Regions from separate parts of the Mus musculus genome. Here region 1 is linked to region 2. A link is a contact called in public promoter capture Hi-C data. All regions are on one chromosome and are shown on one strand. Each heading gives the region's core, a stretch centred on a gene start, on an enhancer-like site or on the middle of the called end of the contact. The rest is flanking DNA. Distances are from core to core; before and after follow the strand shown.

Region 1 (4,436 bases), core at 1,509-4,008, 1.0 Mb before region 2:
TAATATAGACCAACCTGGCCATGAACTCACAGAGATCCACCTGCCTCTGCCTCTTGAGTGCTGAGGCTAAAGTGGTGTAGTCACCACCACACACATCTTCAATGACTTCTCTCTCTCTCTCTCTCTCTCTCTCTCTCTCTTTCTCTCTCTCTCTCTCTCTCTCTCTCTCTCTCTCTCTCTCTCTCTCTCTCTCTCTCTCTCTCTCCCTCCCTCTCTCTCTCTGTCTCTGTCTCTCTCTGTCTCTCTCTCAAGATTTATTTATTATATATAAGTACACCGTAGCTGTCTTCAGACACACCAGAAGAGGGCATCAGATCCCATTACAGATGGTTGGTTGTGAGCCACCATGTGGTTGCTGGGAATTGAACTCAGGACCTCTGGAAGAGCAGTCAGTGCTCTTAACCACTGAGCCATCTCTCCAGCCCAAGCACTTACTGCTTACAGTCTAGAGACCAAGAAGTCTACTAATACAGAGCTGAGAGATCTGGAATCTGTAAAGGAAACCCCTGGAAGGCTGTCTTCTGGTATATTCAAAGACCCCAAGAGACAGCACTTGTCTCTGTCTTCTTCTTCTTCTTCTTGAATTTAGTTGTTGTTGTTTTGTCTACATATATGTCCGTGTACCACAAACATGCCTGGGACCTGAGGAGGCCTGAAGAAGAAGTGAGATGATTGTTAGCAGTCCTGTGGGTGCCAAGAATTGATCCTGGGTACTCCAGAAGACCAGCCAGTGCTTGCTCATAAGTACTGAGCTATCTCCCAGTCCAGCCTCTTTCTCTTCTAAGGACACTGATCCAATCCAGGGAGTGCACTTTCATGGTAGTCCAAACTTCATCACTTCCCAAGGGTTCTACCTCTACTCTTTTCAAGACAGGGTCTCTCTGTGTATCTCTAGCTATCCTGAAACTCACTCTGTAGACCAGACTGTCCTCGAACTCAGAAATCCACCTGCCTCTGTCTCTTGAGGGCTGGGATTAAAGGGATGTGTCACAAACACCCAAGTACCTGTTAGTAGACGTTGGGGTTGCAACAGTTCCCTACTTTTTTGCCTTTGTAGCTTTGTTTTCCTAAATGTCTCATATAACATTCACAATAATACTGTCACCGCCAGCAGGGACTACAGCTCAGTGATGTGATCAGAGCAGCCTAAGGAGGCTCCGGGGAAGCTATGGGGACTTCTTCTAACTCAGGTCCTCTTGGCTATGTCTACCACAGAAAAGAATTCCAGGATGAGTCAGAGTGAGGAAAAGCTGGCTTACTGATGAGACAGAAAAACAGACAGACAGACAGACAGACAGAGACACAAGAGAGAGACAGAAGACTGAAGAGCAGGCATGAGAAGGGCACAGCTGGCTGCCTGGAGGTCACAGTGTGTGATTGGGGGCTTCGATGCTGCTTCAGGTGCAGATATTCCTAGGAGGGAGTGTGCACTGGTGTACATCTTTTTGTTAGCCACAGATTTTGCCCTTGAAAAGTAGGGTTAAAAAAAAATTTTTTTTAAGGAGCTGAAGAGGGCTGGTGAGATGGCTCAGTGGGTAAGAGCACCTGACTGCTCTTCCGAAGGTCCGGAGTTCAAATCCCAGCAACCACATGGTGGCTCACAACCTCCCTCATCTGGAGTGTCTGAAGACAGCTACAGTGTACTTACATATAAATAAATAAATCTTTTTTAAAAAAGGAGCTGAAAAGATGGCTCAGCGGTTAAGAACACTGGCTGCTCTTCCATAGATCTTGAGTTCAATTCCCATCAACTCACAACCATCTGTCATGGGGTCTGATGCCTTCTTCAGGCAAGCAGGTATACATGCAAATGAAGCACTCACACATTTAGAGAGAGAGAGAGAGAGAGAGAGAGAGAGAGAGAGAGAGAAACAAATTTAAGCTGGAAGTGATGACTCCTACATTTGATCCAAGCACTGGGGGTGGGGGATGTGGGGCGAGGCAGAAGTAGATGGATTTCTATCTATACAGTGAGTTTCTGGCCATCCAGGGCTACACTGAAACACTGTCTTAATTTTTTAGTAAGATTTATTTATGTGTATTTGCGTTTCTCTTGCATGTATATGTGTGGACCATGTGTCTACCCCATGTCCACAGAGGTCAGATGAGGGAGTCAGATCCCCTGGGACTGGAGTTATGAACAGTCATGAGCTGCCCATGTGGGTGCTAGGAACCAAACCCAGGTCTTCTGCAAGAGTGGCAAGTGCTCTTTGCCTCTGAGCCATCTCTCTATCACTAAGGAGACAATTTACAAAATATTTTTAAATATTTTATGTGTATGTGTGTTTGTGCACGTTAATGCAGCGTCCACCGAGGCCAGAAAGGCGTGTTTTGATCTCCTGAAACTGGGGTTCCAGGTGCTTGTGATCTCAGACCATTGGGCTTGGCAGTACCTCCCTTACCCAGTGAACCATCTCATTATTTGTATGTATGTGTAAGTGGTTTTGACCTGTTCTACGAAATCCGATGCTGTCTTCTGACCTCTGCAGGCACCAGGCATGCGCACGGTGCTCAGACACACACGTGGACAAACCAGGCATACACCAAATTAAAAAGTAAAATGGAAAAACTATTTGAAGACATTTATTATTTTTTTAAGAGAGACTAGGGTTCTTGATTTAAAAAAAAAAAAAAAAAAAAAAAAAGCCTACTTAAAAGAACTGACTGCGGTCCTCCGGCATGCAGGGGGCGCTGAAGTAATGCTGCCTCCCTATTTCTCACCCCGCGGTCTTAGCGAAGGTCCTTGTTGCTAGGAGACAAGATGCGTCTTTCTGTTCTCCAGCTGGGAGTCGGGTGTCGCCTGAGCACTCTTGGCGTGGAGGACAGAGGTCTAAGGCCCCATTACCTTAGCTCCAGAAGGTCCCTCCCTGTCTATGGGAAGTTTTTCTTTCTAATTCCTCACAAGTGGCTCGTAGCAGCAGGCAGAGGCTCCTTGCCCGGACCCAGTCCGCAGCCCAGCCATGTCTAAAAAAGGAAAAAAGCCCAAGTTGCCCAAGGCACCCCTGTCCGAGGAAGATCAGCTGCTTATATTTCAGCAAAAGATGCTGGCTGACGAAGAGGCAGCCAAGAAGAAAGAGAGACTCCTCACCCAGTTCTTGAAGGTGATGCTCGTCTGCAGTGTGTCCTGCCCAAACCCCCAAACCCCCAAACCCACCGCCCATGCACTGGTACCGTTGCCTGGGGTCGCGTCCTTGTGGCAGGCTCATTTTCATCCTTTCCTATCCCTCTGAAGTCCTTGGTCCCAAAATACATGGGCTTCAGACAACATTGGTTTTTGCCTAGGGCATTCTCTGTGAAACATGGGGGAGGGGAGAATTGAGTTTGGCAGTATCAACCGAGCCCCCAGAATTAGGACAGTGGATGCTGTCAGGTGTCCAAATTCAGCTGTCTTGAATTCTGAGGTTGGGTCTGGAGTGGGGTCGTTAGAAACTCTTCTCTGATGCTTCACCCTGAAGGGAACCCATTCATTGGAAACCACAAACAGGAGCCCCCGAGTGTTGGCTGCCAAGGGCTTTGTTTGTGAGAATACACGGGGACTGGTATTTTTCAGCGTGGTATCGATAGCACCGAGGTGGACCTTTCGCCTTGGCTGAAACGCATGTGATTACTCCTCCCTCAGGACAAGTTGGCCAAAGAAGAACACAACAGCGCTCTAAACCTTAATAAGATTAACACGCAGTGGAGAACCATCCTCAGGGAGGTGAAGACCAGAGAGCTTCACCAAGACATCGAGATCCTCAGCCAGACCTTTGAACGCGTGGTGGACTGTAAGGACAGCGTCATCAAGGTATGCACCCTCTCGGGCGTGGTGGCGCACACCTTTAATCCCAGTACTCGAGAGGCAGAGGCAGGTGGATTTCTGAGTTCAAGGCCAGCCTGGTCTACAGAGTGAGTTCCAGGACAGCCAGGGCTACACAGAGAAACCCTGTCTCAAAAAGACCCCCCCCCAAAAAAAAAAAGAAAGAAAGAAAGAAAGAAAGAAAGAAAGAAAGAAAGAAAAAAGAAAAGGGAAAGGGAAAAGGGAAAAAAGAAGGAAAAGGAAAAGGAAAAAGGGAAAAAAAAAAAAGTATGCACTCTCTCCAGAGAGCAGGCGGGGATGGCTTCCAGACCTTCCTAGGTAGAATGGGCCTAGTGAATTATTTATTATTTATTGTTGTTATTGCTGCTGCTGTTACTATTATTATTAATTATTATTTTGAGACAAAGTCATGTATCCTATTATTGTTATTACTATTATTATTACTTTTGAGACAAAGCCATGCTTTCCTATAATGGCCTCAGACTCACACGTAACAGGATAGATAACCGTGAACTCCCCACCCTCCTACCCCAACTTCCCAACTGCTGGAGTGGCAGGTGTGAGCTACACAGCTGGATCTACCTAATCAGCCTTCAAGCCTTCACCAGGCACAGGCTGTGACAAACGTGGCCTATTG
Region 2 (4,673 bases), core at 490-2,989:
AGAAAAACAACTAGCTATTGATTGATTTCAGTGATTCTCCCCATCATTAGAGACTGCCTGGCCGCGAGACCATGATAGGCTGCCTCTGTGTAATCCCCGAGCTGAGAAAAAGACATGCTTCCAATCCTGACCTCCTACCCACTTCTCCTCGCCGCTGGTGGCATTGGTGACACTCCCCTCTAACCTAGTGCTGATTACTGTCCCTGGCCAGGGGCAGCCTGGGGGGGTGGGTGGCAACACTCCATTAGTGGTGTGCCAAGCCAGGAGGTCTGCACATGAGCATACAGTGGCGCCTGCCCTGTGGGTCAAGGTGCAGCACTGGAGGGCGAGAAGCCTGCGCTGCGCTTTCCAGAGTGACTTGGAAACCCGAGTTCCTCCTCTTAGTCAAACAGATGTCTGTGGGTGCCATGGAGCCCAAACTGCTGGATATGGGCCTGCCTTTCTCCCCCTCCCCCAAAGCTACACACCCACACCGGCATCAGAGACCACAGAGCTGCGGAGACATGGCTACCCTTGAGTTTTAGAGGCTGCTGCTGTAACTGGCTTCTCTGGCCCTGTCTAGAGACTGTAACCAGCTGTTTAATTTAAGGGTCCCTGTGGGATAAGCAGAGCCTGAGAGAAGAAATTGAAGGGAGATCAGGCTTATCCAGGAGCATGTGCTGGCCACCACCTTCTGCCCTTCCTGAAGCCTGGAAGGAGTGTGGGTGGGCCACGTGTCACCAGTGGCCTTTGACCTTCCTTCCCTTTAGAGACCTTCAAACGGAGATTATCTGAGGTGAAGGGGCAACCTGTGGGTCCCTGACCTGCAAGTAACCAAGATGACCTTGTTATTTTTAGTTTTCCAAGACAGGGTTTCTTTATGTAACCCCCCCCCCCCCACTATCTGGGAACTCACTCTGTAGACCAGGCTGGCCTCAAACACACAGAGATTCACCTACCTCTGCCTCCTGAACGCCAGGATTAAAGGTGTGCACCACTATGTCCATTTTCTCCCGAGATATTTTAATCCTTGGTCGGGGTGGGGGTATACACCAAAGCAGCCCCTTACTGTGTATGTGGTATTGTAGTATTATTCCCTAGAAGGTGCTCACATCCCTTGATCCTCTCACCCAGAGCCCGTGGTGGAGCTACCATCATGGGACATCATGGGAGTGGAACAGCTGAGGATCTGGGGGAGGCACATGCTAGCTAGCGAGAGCGATGAGGCGTTTGCCTTTGAAAACATCGCTGTTGCTGACGCTAGTGCTTTTTTCTCTCTCTCTCTGAAACAGACTAGCCTCGAACTCATCGAGACCCTCTTGCCTCTGCTTCCCAAGCGCTGGGGTTAAAGACATGCACCACCATGCCGAGCCCTGTCAGTTGCAGTTTATTTCAGTGCTGGAGACTGAAGGCATAGCTGGGGGGGGGGGGTGTGATAGCTGGGGGGGGGTGTGATAGCTGGGGGGGGGGGGGTGTTACTGTTTCTTGACCAGACTCAATACCAATACGTAGGTGGAGAACTAAGCCGAGGCCAAACGAGGGAAGAAGCTGGCCAGCACTGTCAGCTGGGAACTCGAGAGGAAAAGCTGGCCTGGCCTCAGCCTCAGTCCTGTTCTCCACCTGTCTGTCCCCTTTACTACCCTTTCTGCAGGCCAGACTCCTAGTCCCTGGGTGCCAGCCTCTGGGCCACCTCAGGGGCGGAGCTTGGCTGCACCCACGTGTGGTGGAGTTAAATACTCGGAGCCCACACCCGCCGGGGCAGAGAAGCAGCAAGCAGCACCATGGCTGGCAAGAAAGTCTGCATTGTCGGCTCTGGCAACTGGTGAGTGGTTCTGTGAAGGGCAGGGGGGGAGGGAAGGGCTCTCCGAGGGCTGAGGGGCTCCGCGGAGGGAGGCTGGGTGAGCAGGAAGCGGGCAGAGGGTAGGAAATGCCCTCAGGAGCCAGCTGGACTCCTGCTGCCGTCTCCAGTGCTTACGGTACACAGGACAGTCTGTGCCCAGCCTCCCGGCTGTGCCCGCCTGGGCGCTGCACCTGTTCACCACAGGAAGGTGAGCAGAGTGCTGTTGCCTTCCCTGCCTGAGAAGCTGCCTGCGCGGTGTAGGGAAGGCTAGCCCACCTCCCCAGCAGCAAAGACTGGATAGATTGAATCTTCTATTGCCAGTTGTGGGAGACACATTCATCATAGGGGACCAGGGTGGGAGTAGGGGGGCGGAGTGACGTGAGAGTGAGAGGCAGGAGGTAAAAAAAAATCCAACAAGCTTTATGAGTTCCTCCCCCTCCTCCCTGTCACCCTAGTCCACTTTCCTGTGTTTCCTCTCCCGCCAGGGGCTCAGCCATTGCCAAGATCGTGGGTAGCAATGCAGGCCGGCTGGCACACTTTGACCCACGGGTGACCATGTGGGTGTTTGAGGAAGACATCGGGGGCAGAAAGCTAACTGAGATCATCAACACTCAGCACGAGAATGTTAAATACCTGCCAGGGCACAAGCTGCCCCCCAATGTGGTGAGCTCCAACTCGATGTGAGAAGAGAGAGAGAGCGAGGCAAGGAAAGGGTATACTCAGTCAACACGCAAAAGTGACTTCGAGGTGCCTCCTTCCCAGAGGAGGGGAGGAGGCCACTGTAGGCGCCCGCTGGCTTGGTGGAGCAGCAGGCGGGGTGCTCTAGGCCTGGAGTACCCCTCCCCCATTAAGCCCCTATATTACTCTTTTGGAATCTTTCTGGAATCTGAATGTACCACCCCTTAGAGGTGCTAGGTGGAAAAGAGGGGTCTCCATGGCAACCAAAGGCTGGTTCTCAGGCTCCCGGACTCGGGGTCCAACTTCTCCTGCCTGCCCTGAACTCTAACCCTGTTACTCATTCACTGGTTATTAGCAGATCTGAAGGCTGATCATTGGACTTTTGGTCTTTGGTCAAATCCATATGGCATTCTCCTCACCTAGAAAGGGGGGACAGAGAGTCCGCAGGGAGACTGGGGCTCCCACTGCCAAGTTCGGGCCCCTAAGACGCAGCAGTGATGAAATCTTAGTTGGCCTCTTCCCCCTGCCAGGCCTAGGCTGCCTTTGGCAGTCTTCACTGACCCATAGCCAAGGGCTAAACGTGTGGCAGCGTGGAGGCAGGCGTGTTCTAGGAAGCTTCAGTGCCCCAGGAGAGCTGGGGACAGGGAACACAGAAGTTCTGATAGTTCCTGTTAAAGTCTCAAAAACCCTCCCTCCCCTAACACTGGCTTGGAGATCTTCTGCAAGGGGGTCCCCTTGGGACTAGGAGAGGTCTACCAGGCACACGAGAGCTTCTGCTCTCCTTCACAGGTGGCCATCCCAGACGTGGTCCAGGCTGCAACAGGCGCTGACATCCTGGTTTTTGTGGTACCCCATCAGTTCATTGGCAAGATCTGTGACCAGCTCAAGGGCCACTTGAAGGCCAATACTATTGGCATATCTCTTATTAAGGTACCAGAGACGCTTTGGCATGTTTGGGGGTGAGGTGCAGCTAACTTTTGTGGGGTGTGGGGGTAGATAGAAGAGCACATAAAAGAATATACAGAACAAGACCGACAACCCGGATGGAGATGGGAGGGATTGGCTTTGGAGAGAGTAAAGAAAGCAGTTGGGGCTGGGCGTGGTGGCACACACCTTCAATCCCAGCACTTGGGAGGCAGAGGCAGGCTGATTTCTGAGTTCAAGGCCAGCCTGGTCTACAGAGTGAGTTCCAGGACACCCAGGGCTACACAGAGAAACACTGTCTCGAAAAAACAAAAAAACAAAAAAACCAACCCCCCCCCCCAAAAAAAAAGCAAGCAAGCAAGCAAGCAAGCAAGCAAGCAGTTGGGGCTGAAGTATAGCTTAGTGGCAGAGAGTTTGCCTAGCATGCATGAGGTCCCGAGTTCAATCCCTAGCAATCTCCCCAGAAAGGGGAGGGAGGAGGGAGGCAGAAAGAAAGACAGAAAGAGAGAAGGAGAGGGAGAGGGGATGAGGGGGGGTGTCAGCTGCTGGGCTACTTAACAAAGACAAGATAGCTTTGGAGGCAGATGTCTTAGAAAAGAAGTGGGTTGGGGTGTCTAGGGGGTTCCTTGGGGGTATAAGGAGTAGAATGCTTCTAAGAGGTAGGCTGGATAAGCCGTGTGTGGGTGGGAGTTTGCTGAGATGGGTTGGTCACTGCTGTCTGCTATGCTCACAGCAAGTCTGGGCTGGGTAGGATTGGGGCAGAACCTCTGGAAAGGGGCACAGATGGGCCTGAAGGACAGCTTACCTGAGCTCCACCCTCTGCCCAGGGGGTAGACGAGGGCCCCAACGGGCTGAAGCTCATTTCTGAAGTGATTGGGGAGCGCCTTGGCATTCCCATGAGCGTGCTGATGGGGGCCAACATTGCCAGCGAGGTGGCTGAGGAGAAGTTCTGTGAGACGACCATCGGTGAGATTTCTGTACACACCACACAGCCCCAGCTGCTGCCCAAGCCCTTAGCTATCGGTCCCTCCACAGCAGGGAAAGAAGAAAGCCTCAGAGGGGAGGGGAAGGAAGGGGAGGGGAGGGTGGGACATCGGGGATGGGGCTGTGAGTCTTGTTTATGTGAGGGACAGTTGAGTTGTTACTTTGTACCATGCACCTGTTGTCCCAACTTCTCAGGAGACTGAAGCCCAGGAGTTCTGGGCCAGCCTAGGCAACACAGCAAGAGTCCAACAGACCATCTTAAGGATCA

The links. Promoter capture Hi-C pulls out the DNA fragments that hold promoters and counts their contacts.
Region 1: a promoter capture Hi-C map of liver shows a contact between it and region 2, with 2.4 times the contacts expected there. The contact joins the promoter of Ccdc65 here to the promoter of Gpd1 in region 2. A contact is called at or near these places in 2 of 39 promoter capture datasets (both in liver).

The regions. Positions count from the first base shown.
Region 1 is chr15:98,705,436-98,709,871 of GRCm38.p6, forward strand. It overlaps Ccdc65 (coiled-coil domain containing 65), which reads left to right and starts at 2,759. Exons shown (of 8, transcript NM_153518.2): 1 at 2,759-3,101; 2 at 3,620-3,787. The coding sequence starts at 2,961.
Region 2 is chr15:99,715,848-99,720,520 of GRCm38.p6, forward strand. It overlaps Gpd1 (glycerol-3-phosphate dehydrogenase 1 (soluble)), which reads left to right and starts at 1,740. Exons shown (of 8, transcript NM_010271.3): 1 at 1,740-1,801; 2 at 2,305-2,482; 3 at 3,287-3,427; 4 at 4,249-4,387. The coding sequence starts at 1,761. The region is part of intron 2 of Gm16537 (predicted gene 16537); the gene reads right to left.